3 separate regions of the Mus musculus genome follow, and all the other regions are linked to region 2. Evidence: chromatin contacts called from public HiChIP or PLAC-seq data. All regions are on one chromosome and are shown on one strand. The core of a region is the stretch at or near the end of the contact, and the rest is flanking DNA. Distances in the headings are between cores, read along the strand shown.

Evidence for each region. HiChIP or PLAC-seq counts read pairs in DNA pulled down with a chosen protein or histone mark.
Region 1: a contact with region 2 is called in an H3K4me3 HiChIP or PLAC-seq map of embryonic basal ganglia, with 3 times the contacts expected there. The contact joins the promoter of Dhrs2 here to the promoter of Dhrs4 in region 2. A contact is called at or near these places in 4 of 39 promoter capture datasets (the HPC-7 cell line, cranial neural crest, pre-B cells and 1 more), 3 of 115 datasets of contacts at active chromatin or transcription factors (embryonic basal ganglia, forebrain and stem cell-derived neural progenitor cells) and 3 of 9 other capture datasets (embryonic stem cells, liver and pancreatic islet).
Region 3: an H3K4me3 HiChIP or PLAC-seq map of forebrain shows a contact between it and region 2, with 4 times the contacts expected there. The contact joins the enhancer-like site here to the promoter of Dhrs4 in region 2. A contact is called at or near these places in 11 of 39 promoter capture datasets (the 3T3-L1 cell line, the HPC-7 cell line, cranial neural crest and 6 more), 1 of 484 Hi-C or Micro-C datasets (muscle stem cells), 5 of 115 datasets of contacts at active chromatin or transcription factors (bone marrow-derived macrophages, embryonic basal ganglia, forebrain and 1 more) and 3 of 9 other capture datasets (adipose tissue, embryonic stem cells and liver).

What each region holds. Positions count from the first base shown.
Region 1 is chr14:55,220,502-55,225,080 of GRCm38.p6, forward strand. Dhrs2 (dehydrogenase/reductase member 2) reads left to right here and starts at 1,506. Exons shown (of 11, transcript NM_027790.2): 1 at 1,506-1,567; 2 at 3,267-3,348.
Region 2 is chr14:55,476,744-55,481,581 of GRCm38.p6, forward strand. Dhrs4 (dehydrogenase/reductase (SDR family) member 4) reads left to right here and starts at 2,015. Exons shown (of 8, transcript NM_001037938.2): 1 at 2,015-2,290; 2 at 3,283-3,460. The coding sequence starts at 2,160.
Region 3 is chr14:55,202,282-55,206,570 of GRCm38.p6, forward strand. No RefSeq gene overlaps it. Among named protein-coding and RNA genes, the nearest start is that of Dhrs2, 18 kb to the right of the region's middle. Within about 2 kb of position 2,975, at least 52 of the 459 cell types and tissues checked have an H3K27ac peak or open chromatin away from gene starts, as enhancers often do. A contact at or near this core is called in embryonic basal ganglia and forebrain, where this site is marked.

The DNA of each region.
Region 1 (4,579 bases), core at 256-2,755, 260 kb before region 2:
AAGGTTTGCCCGGTGGACATGAATTTAGCACACTGAGCTTGTGCTGGTGACCCATGTGCCCTTGGGTCCATCTGCCTCCTTCCAAGTATGCTCTCTGGAGAGCAGCTCACATCTGGTGCAAGGGGGAACTTCACAGGATGATGTAGTAACATTTTTTCCTTTTTGTAATCAAAGTTTAAACAATGTAATTGTCCATCAGCAGGGGAAAAGAATAGGCTAATTTTATGTCTGTGCAATAGTTATAGCTGCACAAATGAATAAACTAGAGAAGCTACTTGTCCAGTTCAATAGCCAAGTCCTAAGACTGCAGAGAACTAGGAAGTTTCGTATGTTTAGAGTGATAATACCATGCTTAGTAAAGTACCAAAGCAAGAGAAATGCTCTGTGTGCATTGCTGCATACATAGTAGAGATGCAAACTTGTGGACAAGAGGGAAGCAGGTAACTTCTGGATGATGGTGCCGCTTGGGAAGGCAGGGAGACGGGAATGGGATACGGAAGAGGCACAGAAGAACTTCTGTTCAAGTTTTAATACTTTTTTTTTTTTAACGTTTAAATAGAAGTTGGAGAAAACAGGAAGAAATGTCAGTGCTTGTCAAATGTGGGTAGCAGCTTTATCACCCATCTCGGTTCTTCATCTTTGAAATGTTTCCCAATAGACTTGGTGTATGCTATATGTAGGGATGTCACCACTTTCAAAGAAGAGATAAGCACATGTCTAAAACTCACGGTACCCCATTGTGAGGTGACAGCCTTTCAATCTGCAAATGATTCTCGAGTACCTAAACATTGCACAACAGTGCCTGAGGTCTTAGGGAACCTGCAGAGAATGAACAACGTTTACAAAGATGCCAGGAGGAGGCGTGTGCTGCTGGCAGAAACATCTGGTGCTCTGTGACAAATATGCCTCCAGAGGGGTCAAAATGGTAGATTAGAATGGAGTGGATTTGATTTTAAAAAAAAGAAAAGAAAGAAAGAAGGAAAAGAAAAGAAAAAAGAAAAGATTTTAGAATGTGGTGAGTTTGATAAAAATCTGCTGCAGTGTTTCCTGGTGCTCACAGCTCTTCAGGATTTTTTTCTGTGACAGTTTCCTTTAGGATATCTTGGCCACTTGGATATCTATTGCCCTGGTTCTGTATGATATAAATGTATACATATACATATATATATATATTTGCATTTATTTAATAGATATGTACTGACACATAACCTAACTCAGTTCTCTGGGTCTTCTCTCTTACTGCAATTGCCATTTTCTCTGTAATGACTCTAGGAATAAAGTGGTCTTCTTCCTAATCTTCTGTTACTAGGGACCCATCTGGGGCCATAGAAGGGTGTGCCTCAGGGGGTGACCCTGAGGTAGTTCTAAGGACACAGCGTGAGTCATCAAAAGGGTTTGGGAGTGTTACAGAAAATAAGCAGGGTGATCTTAAGGGCGGCGACTGAGAAGCGAGAGAGGATGGGATAGACCTCTATAAAGCAGGCGGCTGTCACCCGCGTAGTTTTGTGACTGCTGCAGCTTGAGACATCCCTCCAGGAATCTGAGTGCCTGAGTCCACTGGCCCGAGGTAGGTTTGCCGTATTCTTCCAAGGCTCCCTGACCTCAGAAATGGAGGGCTGTAGAGTTTAGGGAGATCAGAGGCTTTTAGGACCCACACACTCTTAGCACAGGTCCTCTGCTGAAAGGGAGAGAGTTGGCTTCCAGAGGATTGGGGCGGTCAGTAACTGCACTGTGCATCACTGGAAGTGTGAGCCCACAGACAGGGAATGTCCAAAGGCCCGCACTCATTTTCCAGAACTTCTTATTGATTCTTTGTGCATTTTACATCATGCACCCTAAACCCACTCGTCTCCCAGTCCCTCCATATCCTCCTTCCACTCTTGCAACTTTCCCCCCAAAAGAAAACAAACAAAATATCCCACCATGTAAACTTCCGTGTGTCACAGTGTGTCATACAGTATACTCTTTTGCCTAAATAGCTTTTCTTGCAAATACTCATTGCAATGGCTCATTGGTCTGGTTAGAGGCCACTAGCTCCTGCTACACTACCAGTACTGATCCTCCCCGGGACTCCTGTCAGATATCTTCTTGTTGCTCTGTATTGTGCAGATCTTACAGCTTTCCTTCTGGAGGACCAGCCTCTTCACACACACCAGCAGTTCACAGATGGAGTAGATGTTGGGGTGGGCCAACTCAAAGCCCTGGATCTGGGCCTGGGTGGAAACCTGACAACTCTCCCGTTCTTACACATGGGTGTCAGCTCTTCCCCACCCAAGTAGCACAGCTGGCAAGGGTCAGCTCACCTCCTCTCTCACTGTTGGGCTCACTCCCCCACACCTATGCCACCAGGGCTAGCTCTACTGTCTTGGCCATACCACCCTGAATGCTCCTGATCTCACCTGCACACACTTTTGTTGGAGGAATGGATAATCATTTCCGGTGTACCAGGACATAAAAGACGGAATCTAGATTCTTCACTGTGAAACTATCAGCTACTCTAGAGACACCAGTGTGCTGAGCTGCTCCCTTCACAGAGACCTAGACTTTGCTCCCACCAAGCCAGGGCAGAGGATGGAGGAACCATGGGGCTAAACTAGAGCGCATTAGACCTGGAAGAGTCTTTTGGGGTCTTCTAGGAATCCTGCCATCTCAGAAGTTGCTACAGGTCCCACTGCAAATGTGTGGCATATTATGTAAGAAAATTGAATAATATGCCAACTTACAAACAAGTGTGGGGAATGGAAAGGGTTAAATGAGGCTGAACTCCATTAAAAAGAATTGTAAAGAAGCCACTTGGCAGAAATACAAATTCCTCCAGAGCCAGCTCTTTTGGAAATCAATGCAGGTTCCTGTTTGCAGCCCGGTTTTGGAAGTTGTTCTTAACTTGTGCCTTTTGCAGTTAGCTGGGAAGCATGTGGGGCCTGGTGCTGACCACTTGGGGCTGCACAAAGCCCTTCCTATGCACCCTTCTGCAGAAAAGAGGCCTTTTGTCCTGCTGAAATACTTAGGCTTGTGTGGTCATTTTCCTGAGACCCCCAAATTCATTTCTAACAAAAGTGGCTTGCTCTTCCCCAAAGCTAGCTAATTACAAATAGTAACAGCTGACTTTTCTTTTTCTTCCTTTCTTTCTTCCTTCCTTCCTTCCTTCCTTCCTTCCTTCCTTTCTTTCTTTCAGATTTATTTATTTATTTTATGTATGTGAGTACGCTGTAGCTGTACAGATGGTTGTGATCCTTTATGTAGTTGTTGGGAATTGAATTTTTTAGGACCTCTGCTTGCTCTGGTCAACCCCGCTCACTCCAGTCGGCCTCCGCACGCTCAGTCCCTGCTTGCTCCAGCCCAAAACACGTAAGTACACTGTAGCTGACTTCACCAGAAGAGGGCATCAGATCTCATTACAGGTGGTTGTGAGCCACCATGTGGTTGCTGGGATTTGAACTCAGAACCTTCAGAAGAGCAGTCAGTGCTCTTACCCGCTGAGCCATCTTGCTAGCCCCCAGAGCTGACTTTTCACAACTTTAATAATCCTTGCCAAATTCTGCGTTCAATGTTCAAGAAATTGCCTTTGCGAGTTCGCTAAGCTCAGGAAGAAAGAGCATCCTTGTTTACTTTGTAGTTGTAATAGATTCACCGAAAGACAGCAAAGGTTACACAAACAGCATCCACCCTGCTGCCTGCTGTCTATGGTCAGTTTCCTATAAAACAACATCAAAGCTTGCCCTTGATGTGGTGTTACAGCTAACTATGTATTTTGTTCCCATTTTCCGGATTCTGCCTCCCACTCTCCCCCAACACACTAATGCTCAGATGAGTACAGGACTCAGTCCACGATGCCACACCGTGTCTAATCCTGGTATCTCCTTCTTTGCTCCTTCCTCTCTGAGACAATCCAGCGGGCTCTTGCTTCTCATGTTGTTCACAGCTTTGAAGAGTTTAAGTTTGTTAGACGTCTTCCTAACTGGACTGGTGGGTTTAGGGGGGGGGGAAATACCGGGGTGGAAGTGGTCTCTTATTTTGTCAGGAGATACACAGTGTTGTCATTATTTATTTTTGTGGTGACGTCACCATAATCACTTGGAAGTGTCTGCCAGATTTCTCCACTGCAAAGTTAATTTATTGTTTTCTCTCTTCAATGCTCTTTGGAAATAAGGCTCCAAGCCCACCTCACTTTCCTTACAAGAAGGAACAACTGCAGAGAGCATTCTTCTGCAAAGGCTTGTTTCTTCTCCACACCTACCATTCTATCCACCCACCCCAGGTCTCCTGTAGCACAGGCTGGCCTCGAACTTGCTGTATAGTGGGAGATGGCCTGAGCCATGATCTTCCTAAGTGCCTGGATTATAGGTATGTGTCACCATGCCTTTTTATTTTTATTTTTAAAAGGAGAGTTCCATTGTGATGAGCTTAGTCAATTTTGGGCCATTAGTGTGCACGTACACACCTATTTATGTGTTCTTTGAGTTAAAACCCAATGTGCTGTCCTTTATTCTGTCACTTGGGCCTTACAGGTGTTCCCCTGTGCCCTTCCCCACAACTCCATCCTTTCAGTTTTTAAAGATACGTTTCCTTGCTTTATTGA
Region 2 (4,838 bases), core at 765-3,264:
AATATTAGAAACTCCCTTTATTGTCTTTATGTCCCTTATGTTGCCTCAGAGTCTGGAAGGTTGCCCAGGGGCCAACACGGCTTTTCTTCCTGGTATATGGGAGCTCCAGGGGTGGACCCAGTTTAGTCACTGGCACTGCTTCTGTTGATGCCTCTCTGTGGTGCATTCTTAAGCCATCAAAGTTCACTAATTCTCCCAGGACCCTGGGAGAGAGATCAGGTCAACCCACTTGGCAGAGATGCAGAGATGAAAGTCTTGGGCTCAGAATCTATAGCTGGTGAGAATTTTATTTATCATCTACTGTACATCCTCGGTTCATAAAGGAAGAGTCTGGCCTATGGCAGTAATAATAACTACTGTTTGGTGAAAATAATCACTCCATACTTAGTCGTTTACAGTTAATCAAGCACTCTCACACATAACAGTTAGTTATTGAGCTAGAATAGATGGGTGGGCATGGAAAATCATAGCGCTCCCCGGTCTCCATATCTCCACCCTGTCTGTGGAAGTGGCTGGGCGACCCTTTGGCATCAGATAGACCCAGGACCTCCATCTTTTCACCCTGGGTATCACAGTGGTCATTTCCTGCCTGTCTGAAGATGAAGTCCTCAGTGGCTCTCAACCTGGCTAATGCTGCAACCCTTTAATTCAGTTCCTCATGTTGTGGCCCCCAGTCATAAAATTATTTTCATTGCTACTTCATAACTAATTTTTGCTACTGTTATGAATCATAATGAAAAAATTTGATATTTCCAATAGTCTTAGGCAAACCCAAAGGGGTTGTGACTCACAGGTTGAGAACCACTGGCAATAGACTTTGTGCCATAGGGAAAGATAGTGTCAGGCCTAGGCCAGCTGTCACAACTTATCACATTTGTCACCTGGCCTCCTCATCCCTCACTACATGGACACTGTGAGGAGCACAAGTGTCACCTCCACAGACAGTCTCAAAACATTCATTCATTTGCCCTTCTTGTATGTGATGTGTGGTGTGTGTGTGTGTGTGTTATTTTCTTACGCAGAGGGTCATCACACAAGGTTCACTCTCTAAATTCCTAACTAAGGTCCTAAGCCTGTCTCCCCAGGGCTTCTCAGCTGTGTAACATATCTTAACTGAAGGTTGGGTCTAGCCTCTATTAGTGGTCTCTGATTCGAGGGTCAGGATCCTTGGCAAGACTCTCCAGACACAGGGCAGATCTGGGTAGCTTCTCTCCAACTGTGCAGAGCAGAGCATTGCCCTTGGTCTCTGCTTTGATACTGTCCAATGGGCATCGTGGGGTGCTAGGACTGTGTCTGGTTATCCTGAGTGAGTGATGTTCTGGTTATCAGTACAGCCATGGGTGTAGTGGGGTTCCTGAATAAGCTATTTTTTACATGTCTAAAGGCATTTTTACTACGCTCATCATGGTGTGTTTCTGGGGCTGGGGGAGTAGGGTATGCACACATGTGCCTATACGAGAGGTCAACGTGGACTGTTTTCTACCACTCCCTATCTTATCTTTTTCTTGAGACGGGGTTTTTCACTGAGCCCGGAGCTCATGGATTGGCAAGACCAGATGACCAAAAGCCTCAACAATCATCTTGTCTGTGTATCTAAAGCTAGGAATACAGCTGTTAGGTGACAAGCCCTGCTTTTTATGTTAATGCTGAAGATCCAAACTCAGGCCAGCATGCTTGCTCAACAACCATTTTACCAAATGAGTTGTCTGTGCAGTCCTGCATACAAACCCAGGCTTTTTATAAAGGAAGAATTATTTGGAGTTTAAGGAAGCAAAACAAAAATAAATAAAATTGCAAAGCTTCCTCTCCAACGACTCTCCTAAGACCCCATCCCAAAAAAAGGTGGACCAGCAGAAGTGGGAGGAGCAGCTGGGGCACAGGAAAAGCTGGGGGTTCTGGTAGAAGAGGTGTGGGGGTCTTGAAGGAAACTTGGACTGAGAATTTGCGGGAGTCCCAAATCAGGCAAAGGGGCGCGGGGCGCCAGCAGGGAGCGCTCGCAACCGCCGCGGCTCCCGCCTAGTCCCGGGCCGTCGCAGAGCCGGTCCTAGAAGAGGGGCAGGCAGTCTGGGAAGTCAGAGCTCTCCCAGCTAGACCAGCCTCCCGCCCTTTGAACAGTCCCCTCCCCTAGCAGAGTTCAACCCAACCCCCTGGCCTGAACTATGCAGAAAGCGGGACGGCTGTTAGGTGGTTGGACTCAAGCGTGGATGTCGGTGAGGATGGCCAGTTCCGGGTTGACTCGTCGAAACCCTCTCTCCAATAAGGTGGCCCTGGTCACAGCCTCCACCGACGGGTGAGTACCAGAGCCAGAGTCTTCATCCAGAAACAAGTACTCTTTAACTCCTGGACTGTTGTCCTCGAGCCTCAGATGCGGCCAAAGGCCACCCCGAGGGAGAAAAAGGAAACCCACATGGTGGACCTGAAATCGCTCCGAATCCCCGACCTGGCCCTGCCACAGGCTAGCCCTTGTATCACTGTTGCCTTCGGCTTTGTGAGAGCTCGGCGCTGCCAGAAGGACCCAGGTCCCGGTGCTTCTGGGCTGCCCCAATCGACAGCTCCACCTAGAGTCTGGGAAGACCAAAACAACCAGTCACGGCTTCAAAGCTCTGCTTGCTGTTCTTGCTCCCTAGGGACCCCTTACCTGGATCCCGTGCCCAGATCTTTACTTCAGTCTGTATATTTGGGCCTCCGTGCCCAGCCTGTCTCACCCACCACTCTCAACTATCCAGTTTTTTAATCCCCACAGGACCTTACTAAATTAAAAAACTCCTTGAAAATCTGTAATGCAGATGTCTATGAAAAGCTAACATCTGGCTATTATAAAATATGTAATTGATATTTACATTTTGAGCCATGCTTTTTTTGGTGAAGGCCCCCCCCAAATATATCAAAAGATAGAATTGTGAGGTTGTAGTGTGGTAAGAGGTATTTGGGGATATGGGCTTCTTCCAGCAAGGCCCCTAAGTCCATGGCAACTGAACACTCATCTATTTCTCTCCCCTCTTTCCCAACTGGACATAGGTACAATAATCGGTCATGAAGGCTGTGGCAGGTGATGTCAGTCCCGGGAACTGGGGTAAAAGACAAGATCATAATAAAATCATCTGAGCTTATCCTTCTGTCCGCACCATTAAAAGCCTACTCTACCTAGTAGAAATGCGTGAAGCTCGAATACAGGGAGAGCGAGGGTCCAGTGCTGAAAGCCTGAAAGCAGAGCCCACGCATGCTCTCGCCCTCTTCTCTGCGGTAGAGGCCTTGACAGTGTGTCACCTTTTACCCTCGTAGGATCGGCTTTGCCATCGCCCGGCGCCTGGCTGAAGATGGGGCCCACGTGGTCGTCAGCAGCCGCAAACAGCAGAATGTGGACCGTGCAGTGGCCACACTACAGGGAGAGGGCCTGAGTGTGACTGGCATCGTGTGCCACGTGGGGAAGGCAGAGGATCGAGAAAAGCTGATAACCACGGTGAGCAGGCAGAATATGGGTGCTGGGCCAAGGCATGGCAGAAGGGAGGCAAGGCAGCCTGTGCCTTCCTGCCTGGTTTCTAGGACTGCATTGGTGAGATACAACCCATGCTGACCCCTGTTAGCATCCTAATGCTCACACCCAAACTCGTCCACCAATATTATTTTAAACATTAATTTCATTATGTTTCATTCTGAGTATGGTAGGGGAGTACTTGTTAGTGTAGGTGGCCATGGGGGCCAGAAGAGAGTCTTGAACCCTCTAAAGCTGGAGTTACAGGTGGCCATAAGCCACCTGATATGGGTGCTGGGGACTGACCTTAGGTCCTTTATGAGAAAAGTACATCCTTTTACCTACTGAGCCATCTCTCCAGACTCTCACCAATACATTTTTATTGTGTACCCTTTTCGGTTATGTCTGCATCCCAAAGTCTAAGTACAACCAGATTCTCCCGGCCAGAGATTCAAAAGTCGCTCTGGTCCTTCAACCTTGCATGATCCCTTAGATACCCTCCCCCCACCCAAAAAAAAAAAAATGCCTGCTCCTGGTTCCCTGGTCTGAGTTAATAAATGCTCTCCTGTTCTTTGGCTCATAGAGCTCGTGGGCACTGGGGAGAGGCAGTTCACTATGTTTCATTTACCTACTACAAGCCATTTCTTGTGTTCAGACCCTTATGTGGGCTTTTTGTTGTTAGTATTGGTTTGTTTTGTTTTAAGGGGGCCAGGAGCTTGTACTGGAGCCAGAGCGGTATGTAATTCATCTTGCAGCCCTGTCTAGCCATGAGCTTGCTCCCCCAGTGCTGGAAATACAAGTGTGGGCTACTCCACCCAGGCAAGGTCTGTTCTCCCTGTATTTACAGAGACTGTATCATCTCATCATCCAGAAAAAAAATACCTGTGATTCAGGACAAGCCAGCAGACCACCAGACACATCCTCCATTTATGTAGTGCCAAGCCTTGGGTGCCCAAATAAACTTTAGTCTAAGCCTGTGTCAGACTTGACACTTGGCACCCATCTCCAGCTGTGTAAGAAAATGTGAATCAAGCTGCAAAGACGGTGTGTCTCCCCCAAGTTTCAGGGTGTGCACTCTTCCCCCAAATCCAAGGGAGGACACCCTCACAGAGAAAGCACAGCCTGAGTGAACACATCAGACAGTTGGCAGAAATAATGTGGGCAGCCTTCTTGAAAGAGGGGGCCTTAACACTTGACTGAAGTGTGACATATAAAATAAGACAATTCCATTATTTATTTTTATTTTATGTATATGAGGGGTTTTTGCTGGCATGTGTGTCTCTACACTGTGTGTCAGAGGGTGGTGCCATATCCCTTGGAACTGGAGTTACAGGTGGTTGTGAACCACCATACAAGTGCTGGCTAC
Region 3 (4,289 bases), core at 1,725-4,224, 270 kb before region 2:
TCAGAATGTCTTATCACTAATAACGAAAACAGCTCCTGTCTGAAACATGGCTGGCAGAGATTGTTCTCCCATCTTGTAGGCTGCCTCTCCACTTTGCTCAGTTTCCTTTGCTGTGCAGAAGCATTTTAATTTCCTGCCTCTGCATTTCTCAGTTCTCGGTTTTCCCCCTATGACCTTAGGGTCCTATTTAGGAAGTCCTTGACTAAGCCTACGCCCCCCCTCCCCCCACACCAGTTCTATGAAGTTTGTCATTGGAATTTTAATGGGGATTGCATTGACTGTGTGGATTGTTTTGGTAGTATAGCCATTTTCGCAGTAGTAGTTCTGCCCAATCTCAGAGCATCATCTAGGGCTTGATTTCTTCTTGGGTGTCTCTCACTTCCTAGGCACTCATTTCTTTCCCACTATGGTGAATGGGATAATTTTCTTACATTTTTTTCTCAACACATTCATTAGATGGACTAATCGTCAAAAACTGTAAGCAAGTCCTCAATGAAAGCTTTCTTTTGTATGCTGTTTGGTCATGGTGTCTCCTTACAGCAAAAACAAAACAGTTACTAAGACACCACTACCAAGTTGGTTTCATTTTATTGGTACATATGACACTTCCTGAGTTTGTTTTAGTTTTTTTGGGGGGTGGGGGGTTGAGACAGGGTTTCTCTGTGTAGCCCTGGATGCCCTGGAACTTGCTCTGTAGACCAGGCTGGCCTTAAACTCAGAGATCTGCTTGCATCTGCCTCCTGAGTGTTAGGATCAAAAGCATGTGTCACTACTGCTTGGCTAAGTTATTGATCTTTATGGAGAGTGTTTATTAATCTAGTAGTTTTCTGGTGGAGTCTGTAGGGTCTTTTGAGTATAGAACCACCTCATTTGCACACACAGGTAAGCTGACTTCTTTCCTACTGATATTATTTTTATATATCTCTCTTATCTAATTGTTCTAGCTCAGATCTTTAGCATAGTTTTGAATAGGAGTGGAGAGAGTGGGCATCTTGTCTCAGTCCAGATTTTAGAGAAAAGGCCCCCAGTTTTCTCCCATTTAGTATAGTGCTGGTGTGAGTATATAGCCTTTATTGTGTTGAGGTAGGTTCTGTTTTTTTTTTTTTTCCAGAACTTTATCATCATGGCATGCTGAGCTTTGTCAAATACCTCTTCTGCATCCATAAATATAGTAAGATAGCATGTGATTTTTGTCCTTATATCTATTTACATGGTAATTACACTTAGTTATTTGTGTGTGTTGAACCAGCCTGCATCCTTGAAATAAAACCAACTTGATAATGGTGTCTTAGTTACTGTTTTCTTATTGCTCTAAAGAGACACCATGGCCAAGGAAGCATATAAAGGAAGACATTTCATTGAAGGCTTGCTTACAGCTTTAGGCCGTTAGTCCATGGCTTTCTTGGTGGAAGAACACATGGCGGCAGGCAGGCAGATATGTTGTGGGACCAGAGTTATTGGATCCACCTGGAGCTGGAGTTACAGTTGACTATGAACAGCATGATAAAAATGCTCAGAATTGAACTTGGGTCCATCTGCAAGTGCAATATATGCTCTTAACTGCTGAATCATCTCTCTAGCCCGTATTTTTTAAAATTACCTCCCTCCTCTCTTTCCCTGTCTCTCAGTCTCTCTGTGTGAAGGTGAGTGGTGAGTGCAGGTGCCTATAGAAGCCAGAAACCACCAGGTCCTCTAGAGCTGGGATTACAGGCAGTGGAGAGCCACCTGATGTGGGTGTTGGGAACTGAACTCCAGTTCTCCGAAAAGAAGCAAGCAGCCTTAGCTGGAGTCCTCTCTCCAGTCCCTGAGCTGGAATGTGCTATTGGATTTTTGTTATTATTATCTTTTAAATCTGTCTTTGGAATTAGGGTAATGCTGGCTTTTTGAGTTTGGTTGTGTTCCTTCTCTTTCTCGTTGATGGAATGGCTTGAGAAGTGTTGATGTTGGATCTGCCTTAAAGTGTTGATAAAATTCATCAGAGAATCTGCAGGGAGCCTTTTCATAGGGAGGCTTAAATCACTGCTTCAATCTCATTGTTTGCTAACAGTTTGTTTAAATTGTTTCTGTAGTCTGGCTTTGATATTGGTAGGTCACATTAGTTTGAAAATTTAGCCATTATTTTGGGTTTCCCAGGTTTTTAAAATAAAGCTTTTCTCAGTCTTTCCAAAGTATTGTCTGGGTTTCATTGGCATCTGTTGTAACAACTCTTCTTTAATCCCTTAGTTTCTTTATTTGTATCTTCTTCTTTGTGTTGGTTTAGCTAAGGGTTTGCTATACTGTCAATCGTCTCAAAGAACCAACTATTTGCTTAAGTGATTTTTTAAAAGAACTTTAAAATTCTTTCTCTCTCCCCCATCCCCCACCCTCCCTCTCTCCCTCCCTCCCTGTGTGTGTGTGTGTGTGTGTGTGTGTGTGTGTTGGATATTTGCATGCTTATATGGTGCACACAGATGCTAGAAACACTGGGTTCCCACAAAGATGGATGTATAAGTGGTTGAGAACTGCCAGATGTGCCAGCTGTATGTGCTCTTGACTTCTGTGCCGTCTCTCCAGGCCCTGTTTGAAAGATTTTATGTATCGTTCTCTTAGTATTTATTGTGTGTGTGTGTGTGTGTGTGTGTGTGTGTGTTTTAAAATCTAATCTTATGTTTGTTACTGTGTATTGGGCTTGGGTTTGGCTTCTTCCTGTTTATCTGAAGGAGCCTGAAGGGGCATCATTAGGTCATTTGCTTGAGGGGTCTCTAATGTCAACATGAGCACTTACTGCTAATTCTTTCTTTCAGAACTCTTGGCTGTGTTCTAGAGGTTCTCTGGGCTGTGTGTGACTTTGACTCGGAATTAATCTTTGATTTCTTCAGTAGCCTACTGTTCATTCAAAACTGTTTTCTTCACTTTCCATGTATTTCTGTAGTTGCTGTGGTTACTATGGCTGTGGTTGCTATGGCTGTGGTTGCTATGACTGTGGTTGCTATGACTGTGGTTGCTATGGCTGTGGTTTCTATGGCCGTGGATTTGTAGTTTTATTCCACTGTGGTCTGATAAGGAGCCAGGAATGATTTTGAATTTTTTTTCTTGTACTTCTTAAGGTTTGCTTTGTGGCCTATGATGTGATCAATTTTAGAGAAGGCTCCATCTGTCACTGAGAAGAGTGTGTATTCTTAACTTTTGGATGGAATAGTCCAGAAATACCTTTTAATCAAGTTGTTCTATGATCCAATTTAGCTGTGAGGCTTCATTACTGATTTTACTTTAGAAGACCTATCTCATGACGAGAGGAGGGTATAGAAGCTCCTCACTACCTCTGCATCAGGACCAGCATGGCCTTTTATTCCTTTGGTATCTGTTTAAAAAAACTGAGAGCCCCAATGTTTGTTGCATAAGTCCTTATAATTGTTATATGCCCCTGATGGTTTGTTTCCTTTATTAATATATAGTGGCCTTTAAAACTCTCTTCTGACCAGTTCTGCTTGAAGTATACTTAATCAGATGGAAGAATCAGCCTATAGGCTGCTGTATCTTCTGTTAGAACTCTCCAGCATTTGATTCAGTTTTGGGATGTCTTTCCAAGTTAAGTGAGTTTCTTGGGTACCACAGATATTGGATCTTATATATTTTTAAATTCATTTAGTCTACATTTTTATTGATGGATTATTTATTAACAAGGTTGTTATTGGGATGAGCTTGGTATTTCCTATGATTTTGCTAATTGTCCTGGTCAGTCAGATTACCTGTGCTTCTCTCATTCCTACTCTGTTAGTGTTAGCAGTTTTCTGGTTTGCTATGTTGGGCATGGTTGGGTTGGATCTCTCCTGCTCTTTCATTATCCGTTCCTCTCAGGGGATGAACTTTCTTGCAGGCGAGACTTCCTCCTCTTTTTCTGTATACTATTTCTTTAAGCATTTTCCACAGTGCTGGCTTCATTGCTACACGTTGGCTTAATTTCGTTTTGTCTTCAAATATTTTCAGTTCTCTATCAATTTAAAGAGGTAACTGTGTTAGATAAAGCCATTTTGGTTGTGTCGTTTACTCTCAGAGGTTTAAATATACCATGCTATGCTTTCAGGGTTGCTGGTGAAGCTCTGACATTGTGATGTTTCTGATGATGTGTTGTTGGTGTTTTCTTCCCCTCAGAGCTTGTCATACTGTTTCTTTGTTTTGCATTTTTGACTATGAGATGTCATGGGGAGGTGGTTTACTGCTCATGTTTATTGTTTACATGGCTCTTGTGTTTAGATGTCCATTTCTTTTTCTAGGTTTGGGAATTTTCCTCCTATAAGTTCGTTAACTAA